Regions from separate parts of the Sus scrofa genome. Here region 2 is linked to region 1. A link is a contact called in public Hi-C data. All regions are on one chromosome and are shown on one strand. Each heading gives the region's core, a stretch centred on a gene start, on an enhancer-like site or on the middle of the called end of the contact. The rest is flanking DNA. Distances are from core to core; before and after follow the strand shown.

Region 1 (6,501 bases), core at 1,497-3,996:
ATGTGCAAAATAAATCTCTCATATTTGATGAAACATAACCTTACTACATCAAATGTGCTTAAAAACCCAAGGCACCCAAAGCTTCCTGAAAAATACTCCCAAATACAAATAGCACAGTTTCTTAACGCTATTTGTAGAAAGTTCTACTTGTCACTGTATCAACACTGTAATTAGAGCTAACATGACAGCCACTAGTCACAAGCAGCCCATCTGGTTTGGAGAGATGAAAGGCCTGCTGGTGCAGTGTGATTATCACCGCTGGTCCAGAGGGTCCTGAGAAAAACATTCAAAATTGGAAACACAAAGGTACAACTTCAAATGAGGAATTTAAAACTATGCAACACCTTTAAAAAAATTTTTTTCTGGTCAGTTTTGTTATGTATATTTTCCCACAATACAAAAAAAATTAGAAGAAAACCTTGCAAAGTTTCAAATTTAGGTCAAATTTGACACTATCTTTGGGGTAGCTTTTTAACTAACTCAAGAGGCATGCACGAAGAACACAGGAAAATGTCTCAGCAACTCGGTCTTTTGTTTCCTCATTAGAGCCAGCCCATCAAAGGAGAGCCTGCTCCAGAGCGTGACACCACAGAGCGCAGACGACAGCTGAAGGGAGGGCGGGGGACCAGGGGTCACTATCTAAGTTGAGCAAGATGTGTGCCCTTTTTCTTCTCTAACCCCGGTTTCAAAGTGATTGCCGAGCACTTTTGCAATCATCCTCCAAAAGCACAAACAGAACTCCAGGTCTTCCAGGACAGCACCACTCAGTAAGGGAGACCACGATCCCAAAGGCATGCAGTGCACGGTCTCAGGGGCTCTGATTTAGAAGCATCCAAGTTATGCCATTGACTGGGTTTGCACAAAGCAAAAATAGTAACTGTTTCAAGGGCACTTTTTCCACGAGCAGTATCATCTTACATCTTTTAGCTGAGTGCACTTCATCACCCCCAAAAGGATCAAAATAGTCTAAGTTTTACAACAACAACTGTGCACACATTCACTCCTCACTGGAAAAGGAATGTTAAGGACGTCCATCAAATCACTTGGGAAACCCTCTCACCCTGTGAGGAAGCCTGCAAGTCGAACTCTCTACCGAAAAATGGGCAAAGCCACCCTGCTCCTGCAAACAAACATAAAATTTCTGAAAACCTCTAGAAACAATGAAACCATGCTGCATCTAAACTGTTAGAAAGAAAATGCTTTTGAAAGCACAGGGTCCTCTTAGGCCAGCTTAATCTTCCAAAGCTGCTTCCAAAACTTTGGAAGCTGGACTACAAAACTAGCTTTCAAAACCCCAACGAAAGCAGAAAACCTTGATGGGGGACCAAGAAAAGAGCAGACCTCAAAAACATGAAGACTCCCCCCAAAACGGCAGAGATAAAAGATTTAACAACACAATCCCTCTTTAAGAGGGAATTGAATCCATGTGGCAGAGCCAACCTTACATATACATACATACACACACACACATACACACACACACACATACACACACACACACACACACACACACACACAGCTACCGCCCTGCCAGGGGATGATGAAATGAGGAACGGAAATTAACATTTCAGGCAACGTCTCACATTGTTCCTTGAGGCCAAGGGCTGCTGTTGCAGCCGCCGCCGCTTCCCTCCCCCCCCCGCCCCCCAGTCCCGCCTACCCTCCCCCCGAAACACCCCCGCGCCGCTGCCCCGCATTCCTGCCCCTCCGCGGGCCCACGCGCCTCCTGCGGCCCTAAAGCCCCCTCTCCCTCCAGGGCCCCGGCTCGCCCGCCCCCTCCGGCTCAGAGCCCAAAGCCGCCTGCTCCCATTTCAAAACAGCGATAATAATAGGGACGCTGGGAATAACAACTACGGCCCGCACCGCGAAGGCGCCCCTCCCGCGGGTCAGAGGTCTGCGGCCCGCTCCCCAGGTGCCCGGGGCCCCCTGCAGCCCCCCTGTCGGCCCCTCGAGGCGGCCCGGCCGCCCCGCCAAGGCCCCCTCGGAGCCCACCCTCTGCCCCTCCCGGCTGCCTAAGGACCCCCGGGTCCCCGGGCCCACCCGGAGCGCCCCGTCGGCCTCTCGAGCTCCCCAGACTCGCCCCAAGCCCACCCTCTGCCTCTCAAGGTTGTCCTGGGACCACCGTAGGCCCCCCCGGGTCCCCGGGCCCGCCCGGAGCCCCCAGTCAGGCCTCCGGGCCCCCCAGACCCACCCGCAGCCCCCCAGGCCCACCCGCAGCCCCCCAGGCCCCCAAGGCCAGCCTGGAGCCCCCCGGCGGCCCCAGGCTCCCAAGCCCGCCCGAAGTCAGCCGTCGGCCGTTTCGACTGCCCCCCAGGCCTTCAGGCCCGCCCGGAGCCCCATCGGCCCGTCAGGGCTGCCTGGGACCCCGGCCCCCAGACCCGCCGAGCCTGCAGCGCAGCTCCGCCCGGCGCGGGAGGCCTGCAGGCCGCGAAGCCGCCCCACGCCCCGCGCTCGTCCCGACCCCCGCGCGATCTCGGCTCTCACCGGTTCAGGCTCCGGCTCCGGCCCGCGGCTCAGGGGCGGCGCGCGGGCGAGGCCATGCAGCCCCGGCCCGTCCCCGGCCCGCGGCCCGAGCGGGAAGGCAGCGCGGGCTCCGAGCTCTGGCGCGGCGGCGAGGCGGCGGAGGCGAGTCCGCCCTCGGGCGGCGCCGTGGCGGTTGGGCGCTCACTGAGGGGGCGTCGGGCCGCGCGCTCGGCGACGCCTCCCCGCCTGGGGCCCTCGCTCCATCGCGCTCCGGCTCGGGCGGCCTCTGGCTCCGGGACCCGGCGGCGGCTGCGACGGCGCAGGCCGCATGAGACGCTGCCGCCCATTGGCCCGCCGTATCCGCCACCGCCATTGGCCCGCCGCAGTCGGGCTCAGGGCTGCGCACGTCACGGCGTCGGGGAGGAAGTGCGCGCGGGGCCAAGGGAGACGGCAAGATTGACAGCTTCTGGGACAGGCCGGGGCGGGACCAGAAGGAAGTCCCGGGACGGATTGGACAAGGTCGTACGACCAGGCGCACGGGACGCCGGGAGCAAGCAGCTTGAATTGGCTACCTGCATCGCGGAGGGGCGGGCCTTTGGTTCTCCGACGTGACGATTGGCCTTTCCAAGTGCCGGAAGCGGCAAGGGGAGCCGTCCAAAGTGGGTCTGGCGCGGAAGGCGCTGCAAGACAAGAACCGCGGTATCCACTAGGAGGTCAGCGGGGATTGGCCTGTAGTGCTCTGTCTGCTCACAGCAACTCGGTCTTGCTCTGGCTGCACCTGCTGCTAGACTAGGGGTGTTCCGCCGCCGGCCGCAGACCGACTCACCTCTCAGACCTCTTTTTTTTTTTTTGTCTTTTTTTTGACGTTTCTAAGGCCGCTCTCCAGGCATATGGAGGTTCCCACGCTAGGAGTCTAATCGGAGCTGTTAGTTAGCCGCTGGCCTACGCCACAGCCACAGCGACACGGGATCCGAGCCGCGTCTGCGACCTACACCACAGCTCACGGCAATGCCGGATCCTTAACCCACTGAGCAAGGCCATGGATCGAACCCGCAACCTCACGGCTCCTAGTCGGATTCGTTAACCGCTGCGCCACGACGGGAATTCCTCAGACCTCTTTCTTAAGGAGCAAATGGGAGACCCAGACGGTGCCCTCTCCTGGGGCCACGTCGGGACTGGACCAGGCTCTCACGCCTCTAGGCAGCTGGGTTTTGCCCTTCCCGTCCACAACCCACAGCTTCCCTAGGTGAAGGGACTCCCGACAGTTACAGCCAACCTGTGGGCCGACAAGCCTGTCTAAGATGTCCCAGGGATTGCTATATTTGCCATTGTAAGAATTAGCCAGTAGCAATCTCAGACTCCACCTGCTGTGCCAATCTCGATGGGAGGGAACTAAGAATTGGCATTTTTTATTTTGGTCCCTGATAATACTCATCCTTGGGAACATTTGAAAAACACTGACCTCAACCACATAGGGAATTTAAAGTAGGAAATATGAATACGGATGCAAGTGGCCTTGAAATAATCTGAAGTCATACTAAGACCAAAGAAAAGTGAAGTTCCACAGAAGCAGAATGGGTAGGAATACAGAGTAAAGACGTGCAGGCTAAAGGAAAAAGTTGTGCCCTTTAATACATTAATTCAAAAATATTGGGAGTTGGAGTTCCCATCGTGGCTCAGTGGTTAACGAATCTGACTAGGAACCATGAGGTTTCGGGTTCAATCCCTGGCCTTGCTCAGTGGGTTAAGGATCCAGCGTTGCTGTGAGCTGTGGTGTAGGCTGCAGACGCGGCTCAGATCCCGCGTTGCTGTGGCCAGCAGCTACAGCTCCGATTAGACCCCTAGGCTGGGAACCTCCATGTGCCACGGGAGTGGCCCAAGAAAATGGCACAAAGAAAAAAATTGGGAGTTTTCGGGAGTTCCCCTTGTGGCTCAGTGGTAACCAACCTGGCTAGCAACCAGGCAAACGCGGGATCAACCCCTGGCCTTGCTCAATGACTCAGTGGGTTAAGTGTCCGGCATTGCTGCAGTGAGCTGTGGTGTAGGTCACAGACTGGGCTCGGTCCCTGTGGCGTAGGCTGACAACTGCAGCTCCATTAGGACCCCTAACCTGGGAACTTCGATGTGCCCTAAGTGAGGCCCTAAAAAGCAAAAAATAAATAAATAGGGGGAGTTCCCGTCGTGGCGCAGTGGTTGACGAATCTGACTAGGAACCAAGAGATTGTGGGTTCAGTTCCTGCCCTTGCTCAGTGGGTTAAGGATCCGGCGTTGCCGTGAGCTGTGGTGTAGGTTGCAGACGCAGCTCGGATCGCGCGTGGCTGTGGCTGTGGCGTAGGCTGGTGGCTACAGCTCCGATTGGACCCCTAGCCTGGGAACCTCCATATGCCACGGGAGCAGCCCAAGAAATAGCAAAAAATAAAAATAAAATAAAATAAATAAATAAATAGAGGTTAGAGTTTCCATGTGGCACAGTGGACTAGTGATCTGGCTTATCTCTGTGGAGGCACTGGTTAGATCCCCGACCTGGCACAGTGGGTTATGCACCCGGCATCACAGGAAGCTGTGGCATAGGTCACTGCTCCTGCTGGTACTCAATCCCTGGCCCAGGAACGTCCATATGCTATGGGCGTGGCAGGCAGGGAGAGGGAAATGTTTATGGCGCGCCTGCTCTGGGCCAGGCAGTAAAGCAGACACTGGGAACAAACAGGAACAGCGGGTCTCGTCTCTACCAGCGCGTGATTTCTCAATAGGCAGGGAAAACACACAGTCATCAAAGAGCCATAAAAGTAGCTAGTTACAGACTGTGATGAGTGCTTTGAGAGAGAAACATAGGGAGTTATGAAAGAAAACACATCTAGGAGTTCCCTCGTGACTCAGCAAGTTAAGGAGCTAGCATTTTCACTTCTGTGGCGCAGGTGCAATCTCTGGCCTGGGAACTTATGCATGCCGTGGGCATGGCCAAAAAAGTAAATAAAATAAAATAAAATACTGAATTTCAAAGACCTAGTACAAAGAAGAAAAGAACATAGGGAGCTCTCGTCATGGCTCAGCAGAAACTGGTCTGCCTAGTATCCATGAGGATGCAGGTTTGATCCCTGGCCTCCCTCAGTGGGTCAAGGATCCTGTGTTGCCGTGAGCTGTGGTGTAGGTCACAGACATGGCTCGGATCTGACGTTGCTGTGGCTGTGGTGTAGGCTGGTGGCTACAGCTCCTATTTGACCCCTAGCCTGGGAACCTCCATATCCCACGGGTGCAGCCCTAAAAAGGAAAAAAAAAAGAAGAAGAAAAGAACATAAAACGTTTAAATCTAATTTTTTTTAATTTTACTAAGTGTGGAAATGATAGCATTTCAGTTAATTGCACTAGGATTTTTGCTTTTTTTTTTTTTTTTTTTTTTTTTTTGCTTTTTAGGGCCTGTGCCACAGCACACAGCAATGTCAAATCCCCGATCCACTGAGGGAGGCCAGGGATCGAACCCACATCCTTGTGGATATTAATCGGATTCGATTCTGCTGCACCACAGCAGGAACTCCTTTTTTTTTCTTTGCTTCACCTTCAGCATATGAAGTTTCCTGGCCAGGTATCAAATCCAAGTTGCGGCCATGACTGTGACCACAGCTGTGGCAACAATGGATCCTTAACCCACTGGGCCATAGTGGGAAGTCCACAGCCAGCCACTAGGAAATTTTAAATGACACCCTGGCTGCATTTGATTTCTGTGGGACACGTGCTACATAAGGTGGAGAGAAGCACGGTGACTGCAAGGACACCACTCATTTATTCAGAACATATTGAGGGCTTTTGAGTGCCTACCTGGTGCCTGGCACCGTTCTAAGGCCTGCATTCAACCCGGGGTAGTGGGGAAAGGCTCGGATAGGGATAGGATGACCTCGCAGCTGACTGTCGGAGGGAGCAGGGCGGACAGGCTGATGAAGAGCTCCACAAGCACACCGCAGAGCTGGCACAAACGAGGTGAGGGCATTGTCTGGTGAAGGTCCCCTCACCGAGTCAGGAGTTCCCGTGTGGCTCAGCAGTCAA
Region 2 (7,152 bases), core at 4,424-6,923, 80 kb before region 1:
CAGCCGGTGCTCAGCCCCTCTCCCGAAGAGCTGAATGCGAAACGTGGTCACGTCATGAACAGGTGACCACAGCCTCAGGGGACGCCACCGGACAGCTCCCGGGGGGGGGGGCGCTGGGGGCCTCTCGACCCCTCCCTCCTGGGACCAGCCCCCCTTCCCAGTTCTCATCTCTTCAGGCAGCTGCTCCATGAGCAGGGCCAACAGCCTCTTGCCACCTGGAAGTGCGTACCAGTGACCAGAGGCAAAAAAGACACGGGCTGTGCTGGGCAGGGTGCGAGAAGCCCTGAAGGCCCTGGAGGGCGTTTCAACACAACAACTCTGCGGGGAGGGTGGGCCTTCGAGTCCCAGCTTCTCTGCATCCTGAGGGACCAGCAACGCTGAGGAGAAACCACCGCCTCCCCCTGCACAGAGGACGCACGGACCGCTGCTGGACACTGCGGACCAAACAACACTGCAGCCGCCCTTCCAGTCGGGGTGGCTTCTGCCTGATTCCCGACCACGGCGTGGTGCCGTGTTAACTCCTTCAATTTATTGGGTTACCGTGGTGACAGAGTCGCCATGGACTAAAGCTGCACCAGAAGCAGCCGGAACTCGGAGGCCCGAGCACGTCGAGGCTGCACTGAGGCGCCACCCTCTGCAGATGTCAGATGCAGCAGGTGGGCGAACAAACCCTGACACCAAGTGGGCACGAACACAGGTCCACTGCTCCTGGAAAGCCGCCGCCACCCTCCCTCCCGCCTGCCTCCCCCACACGGTGTCCAGGATGACGGGTGACCCTGGTCACACCACTAGTGCCCTGCAGGAACCCCCCTTGCTGGGGAGCCTGTCGGGCGCAGCTCCCGCTGAGGGAGGCAGTGAGCAGGTCGAAGCCCCAAACAGCCCTTCTCTGTCCGGAATGCGCCACTGCCCTTGGGAGACAGGATGTTCTCTAAGCGCAGGCCTGTCCCAGACTCCACCCTCGGCCCCGGGACCATCTCCTGGAATGGCCTGACCCCACGGACGGACCTGTTTGCAAACACGGCTCTGAGCCAAACCCAGACACAGCCTGCCTGCCAGGGTCAGGCTGTCACAGGCACGGCCGTGGGGGGCCCCTGGGTGTGTGCTGACACAGGACAGGAGGCCCAGCTCACCTGGGAAGCAGGCGAGACCTGTGTGGAACCTTCCCCTTGGAGCAGGAACTACCTGTGTGGGCCCTGCTCTGAGCCAGAGACTAAGGTGGGAGCCGTCGGCTGGATGTGGACCTCAAGCTGAGACCCAGAGCACAACTCCCCGACCAAAACCAGCCCCCGGAGCTGGGCAGCAGGCCCATGAACAGAAGGCTGGCAAGGTGAGGGGGGAAAAGGCCAGAGGGCGTCTTACAGGCTCTCATCCCAAGCAAGAAACAACATCTGTAGCCGTGCGTGTGGCGACAGATGGTGCCCAGACTCACTGTGGGCATCTCTCAACACACTTGAAACTTACACAAGGCTCAGTGTCAGTTATATCTCAGTATCACCGAGGGGGAATAAAACAGAGGAGTTCCCTTCGTGGCACAGCAGAAACAAATCCAATTAGGACCCATGAGGTTGCGGGTTCGATCCCTGGCCTCGCTCAGTGGGTTAAGGATCCAGCACTGCTGTGAGCTGTGGCGTAGGTCGCAGACACGGCTTGGATCTGGCCTTGCTGTGGCTGTGGTGTAGGCCGGCAGCTGTAGCTCCAGTTCGACCCCTAGCCTGGGAACCTCCATACGCCGCAAGTGTGCCCCTAAAAAGACCCCCTCCCCCCAAAAAAAAGGACTGGGGTCACTGTGCTGTACAGGAGAAATCTTTTTTTTTTTTTTTGGTCTTTTTGTCATTTCTAGGGCTGTTCCTGCGGCACATGGAGGTTCCCAGGCTAGGGGTCGAATCGGAGCTGTAGCCGCCAGCCTACGCCAGAGCCACAGTAACACGGGATCCGAACCGCGTCTGCGACCTACACCACAGCTCACGGTAACACCGGATCCTTAACCCACTGAGCAAGGCCAGGGATTGAACCCACAACCTCATGGTTCTTAGTCGGATTCATTAACCACTGAGCCACGAAAGGAACTCCTGTACAGGAGAAATCTGACACAACCCTGTAAACCAGCTATAATGGAAAAATAAATAAATAAATAAATAAAAATCATTTTAAAAAACCATAAAAATTAAAAAGGAACAGGAATTGCTTTTTCCCTCATTTTACCTCAACCAGGGGAGCTCTGGTCTTACACATTTCCCAGCAACCCTCACTGCCTGTCTGCAGCATCCCACCCCCACAGCCCTGCGCCTGCCAGAGCCAGGGATGGCCCGCAAGGGTGTGTGGGCACGAAGGGGAGGAGACGCCTGAGAACGAGTGAGCTCGAGGAGGCGGCTGTTCCTGGCACAGCCTGGGAGCGGCTATACAAGGCACCTGAGACTTGGCTGCCATCGGTTTCTATAAAGCATGACGACAGTCGCGCACACTCCTGCAGCAGGAGAGAGGGCGGCACGAGCCTGGCGCGAGGATGGCACCCTTCCCAGGACGGCGCGCTGGCCACCAAGAGCCAAAGCGCAGGATGAAGGCAGCCGGCAGCACCCAGAGCCACACAGACTCTGCCTTAGCAAGGGCGACCAGCTCCCAACTGCTAAACAACAAACCAGACAGACTTGGGCGCCTCGTAAACTTTATTCTCCTATTTTCTAATCAGACCACTGAGTTGAGAAAACACCAACTAAATAGCTTCTGAAGGCCAGCCAGACGCCAGCTGGCTCACTCTTCTGCTGCAGCTTTTCTGAAAACAGGTTCCAAGAGAGGCTGCGGTGAATGCAGTTCTCCACGGCCAAGGCCACGGCACCTGGGCAGATGGCACACTCAGACACGGGGACCAGCCCTTTCTGAGCGGTTGCCACGCCCAGAGGCCTCGGTGCCAGGACCTCCTGCCAGGGCCACAGTGGCAGTGCCACCACCCAGGGACCCTGGTGTAGACGGCACCCAGGGCGCCTGCAGGTCCTCTGGGTGGAAAGGAGAGCCTGGCCGGGGGCGGGGGGGACGGACGACAGACCCCCAACAGCAACCCAGGACCAGAGGACCAGGCTCTCAGTCAGGCTTTTCCAGAGACTGCAGAAGTTCCATTCACTTCAGGTGCAACCCTCAACCACAGCCTCAGGAAGAAAACTAGCCCCGCTGGCTGGCACTGTTCTCTCTCCCTCTCTCTTTTTTTTTTTTATTTTGGTCTTTTTGGGGCCACACCCGCAACACATGGAGGTTCCCAGGCTAGGGGTCGAATGGGAGCTTCAGCTGCCGGCCTACAGCATAACCACAGCCACAGCCACGCGGGATCCAAGCTGTGTCTGCGACCTACACCAATAGCTCACAGCAACGCCAGATCCTTGACCCACTGAGCAAGGACAGGGACTGAATCTGCATCCTCATGGATACTAGTTGGGTTCCTAACCTGCTGAGCCACAGCGGGAACTCCTGTTCTCCATTTCTGTAGCAGAAAGCCCCACATGGGCAGTGACCTGCCTGTGCGGAAACCCTGCTGGGGCCGCGGGGAGCACGTCCTCCCCGTGCAGTCCCAGGGTCACGGGCGCCAGAACCACCCTCGGGTCCATCATGTCCCCATGGGCTGTCTGCAGGGCCCCCAAACCCGACGGCCAAGCGCAGAGGGCAGAGCTTCATTTTAACCCACCTGACGGAAGGACAGGAACCACTTGGAGCAACTGACTGACTTTAAAACCTTAAGGAACACAGTCACACAAGGTAACAGTGACTAGTTTTGTCCTATTTGCTGGCAAAGGAAGCCAAGAGGCTGCCACACGGTCTTCCCTTCTCCTCAGATCAGAGCTGTTTGAATGAAGCCCTTGCTGATCAAAAACGGTAGCGCCGGACTTCGGATGAACAGTTTGCCTATTTTTAATGTGAGTCAAAAAGAAAACCCACACGGCAAGGCTTTCTATAAGCATAATGACTGAATACAACACGAAGGCATGGGAGCTCCTGCTGACCCGGGAGCTCTGCAGCGGCCAAGGAGCTGGTTCGATCCCAGACACAGCGCAGCAGGTAGAGGATCCGGCACTGCCACAGCTATGGCGTCGGTCACAACCGCAGCTCGGGTTCAATCCCCGGCCCAGGAACTTCCATGTTCTGAGGACGTGGCCATTAAAAAAAAAAAAAAGAAAAAAAGAAGAAAAAAGGAGAGAAGAAGGAAAGTGAGAGCCTTGACAGCACAGACGACGTCAAGCCGAACAAGCACCGCCGTCTCTTCAGGCGCGGTGATCCCGGCTGTGCAGCAGGGACCTGGCAGACACCCCTCCTCCAGGCCGCTGAGCTTGGACACCAGGAGTCCCGGCAACGGCTGCACATAACCGGGTGTGACGCGAAGGCCCTTCACCTCTGGGGCCCCCTCCCTCCAGCACCAAAACCCCTTCCCTGCTGGCCTGCTGGCCTCCAGATCCACCGCGGCTGCCGAAAACAGCAGCCCGAGGGGACGGGACAGCTCAGTGCAACGGGGTGTGTGGGGGGCGGGGGTGCCTGGGACAGAAGCGGGACCCCAGGCAAGGACGCCGTGAGGCCCCGCAGAGTCCGAGTGAGAAGTACAGAGCGTGGAGCTGCGGGCTGGGCCGCGGGGGAGCGCCCACCACACAACACTGCCCCCAAGGACACGGCCACCAGAGAGGCCGTGGGGAGCTGTCAGCCCGAGGGAGGCAGCCGAAGGGGCAGCGCAAGCCACAAGGGGCCGCAGCCGGTGCGAGGCGACAGCACGAGGCGGGAAGGGAGGCGGCAGGCAGGGCCGCTGGGGAGCAGAGGAGGCCTCCGCACTCGGCCACCCGCCCCGCGGGCGCCTGGTGTGAGCGGCCGTCAAAGGGGCGCCTGCGGGACGGGGCTTTGCACAAAGCGCCCCCCAGCTGTGGGCTGCCCGCAGGCGACCCTCCGGGCAGGAAAGACAGGACGGAGGGCCCGGAAGACGCAGGAGGATCCGCAGGCTGTTGCCGGCCCCAGAGAGCCGCTACGGGCACAGTGCAGACTGTGGTCAGCGGTGGGACACCAGGTTGCCGTGTTCCCGTCGAGGCGCAGCGGCAACGACCCCAAGGATCCATGAGGACGCACTTCCATCCCTGGCCCCGCTCAGCGGGTTAAGGATCCGGCGTGGCCGTGAGCTCTGTGGGGGAGGCCGGCAGCGGCAGCGGCAGCTCTGATTCCACCCCTAGCCTGGGAACCTCCATATGCCATGGGTGCAGCCCTAAAAAGCAAAAAAAAGGGGGGTGGGGTGGGGGCAGAGTCTCAAACAAAACTGAGCTCCAGGACACAACAAAGGAAAGCTCCCTGATGGCGCAGCGGGTGAAGCATCCGGCATGGTCACTGCTGTGGCTCAGGTTCCATCTCTGGCACGGGAACGCCACATGCCACAGGGGCAGCCAGAGAAACAAACATCCGTGCAAAGTGACAGACCTGCACAGAGAGGCACAGAAACCACCCTCCAGAGGCTTCGATGGCTCTCCCTGAAAACTGACGGCACAGACGCATGGAAACCTGGGAGCTGCTTGGGGGCCGTGAAGAGACCCATCACCCGGACGGTGGAGTTTCAGGGAGACTCCCTCCTTCCCACTGCTCCTCGGGTTTCCCACACTGGGTGGGAAGAGGAAATCAGGAAAATACCGTCAGAGTCCCCTTGTGGCGCAACAGGTTCAGGGTCCAGCACTGTCACTGCAGCAGCTTGGGCTGTGGCTCGGGTTCAATCCCTGTCATGGGACGTTCCACATGCCCCAGGGGCAGCCAAAGAAAAAAAAAAGAGGAAAGAACAATAATGCGTATTTCTTTCTTTCTCTCCCGGTCCACTTTCTAAGCAAAAGGGGAGCAGGGAAGAAGCAAGCAGGGCTCAGGGGCCCGATCCCAGTTCAGGAAACAGCCCCTGCACACTAAGCCGGGCAGGCGACACCACAACAGCCTGACCCAACCACGCCCCAGAAGGGGTGAGAGGACAGGCTTGTCCACAACCCTACGACATAAACAAGCTCAGCGGCTGCCCACCCAGGGCTGCAACGAGCCCAGAGCCAGGGCCTCCAAACCTCCCAACTCCTGGAACAGAAAATGTCCCAGGGCCCTCTCTCCTCAACAGGACGTAGGAGCACTGCCAACAGATTTTAAACAACTCCCTTAGCAAAGAAGGAACACGGCCATGGGGGAGCCTGCGCTGCATCCCCACTCATGACCGTGCCTGTCACCTAAAACAAGCACAGGGTCCCCCTGCACCCGATTCAACAAGGGCACCTGGGTATCAACGTGTTCCTTCCCTGGCCCCCAACTCATAAAAAAGCCTCAAAGCAAGCAGTTCAGAAAATGCGCAGGACCTACTGTGAAGAACTGCGAGGCGAGACCCCAAAGCCCCAGGTGGACAGAGACCATCACATGGTGCTGCCCCCACCCCCACCCCCACCCCCGGGCAGGCGAGTGTCACAGGAAAGAGGGCTGAGAGTGGAACAACCCATGTGGGCCTGAGAAAATGAAAAACACGGGTGTCAGCTGCATTGGGCAAGGGCCGCCCCCAAAAGATCTGAAGCAGCCCCTACAGAGCCATGGTGGCTGCAGCTGAGTTCCCTCCACTCCACTGCCACCACTCAGGCACACGGCTGCTTGGGAGAGGTCCGGAATCCACAGGCAGACCCAGGGTGGGAGACAGGGCTGCCCGGGCCAGCCCTCCCCGCAGCCTCCAGGTGGGCGGGGATGCCGCCCTGGACCGCACCGCTTCACACGCCCCCAGGCTGCCACGTCACAGGAAGCAGGGGAAGCGGCTGACACAAAGCAAAGACCCGTTTCAAGCTGAAGCAAACGAGAACTGATGGTCTGAAGAGTCAGACACAGGCCCCCACCGACCTATCGGGAAAGGTCCCGCGTCCTTATGCCTCCCTGAAAAGGATCAGCTCCATCACCACTGGAAACTCGGGGTCTCGTCACATTTTAATTCAGAAAGAAAAAAGTAAAGGTTGAGTTTACAGCACTCTGTAACTCTAAAAAGTTCTCCAAACCAGCAACTGTGTATCAGTATACTTCTAGTCACCACAATCCAGATCATCTTCAAAGATCTGCAAGATTTGCAGTTTCCGTCATGGCTCAGTGATCAACGAATCCAACTAGGAACCATGAGGTTGCGGGTTCGATCCCTGCCCTTGCTCA

The links. A called contact is a pair of places that touch in the nucleus more often than the background predicts.
Region 2: a Hi-C map of liver shows a contact between it and region 1, with 2.6 times the contacts expected there. The contact joins the enhancer-like site here to the promoter of ANKRD11 in region 1. A contact is called at or near these places in 1 of 5 promoter capture datasets (fetal liver), 5 of 47 Hi-C or Micro-C datasets (embryonic fibroblasts, epiblast stem cells and liver) and 2 of 2 datasets of contacts at active chromatin or transcription factors (alveolar macrophages and skeletal muscle).

What each region holds. Positions count from the first base shown.
Region 1 is chr6:452,101-458,601 of Sscrofa11.1, reverse strand. It overlaps ANKRD11 (ankyrin repeat domain-containing protein 11), which reads right to left and starts at 2,746. Exons shown (of 14, transcript XM_021097042.1): 1 at 2,485-2,746.
Region 2 is chr6:534,267-541,418 of Sscrofa11.1, reverse strand. All of the region lies in intron 2 of ANKRD11 (ankyrin repeat domain-containing protein 11), which reads right to left. Among named protein-coding and RNA genes, the nearest start is that of ANKRD11, 82 kb to the right of the region's middle. Within about 2 kb of position 5,673, at least 7 of the 83 cell types and tissues checked have an H3K27ac peak or open chromatin away from gene starts, as enhancers often do. A contact at or near this core is called in alveolar macrophages and liver, where this site is marked.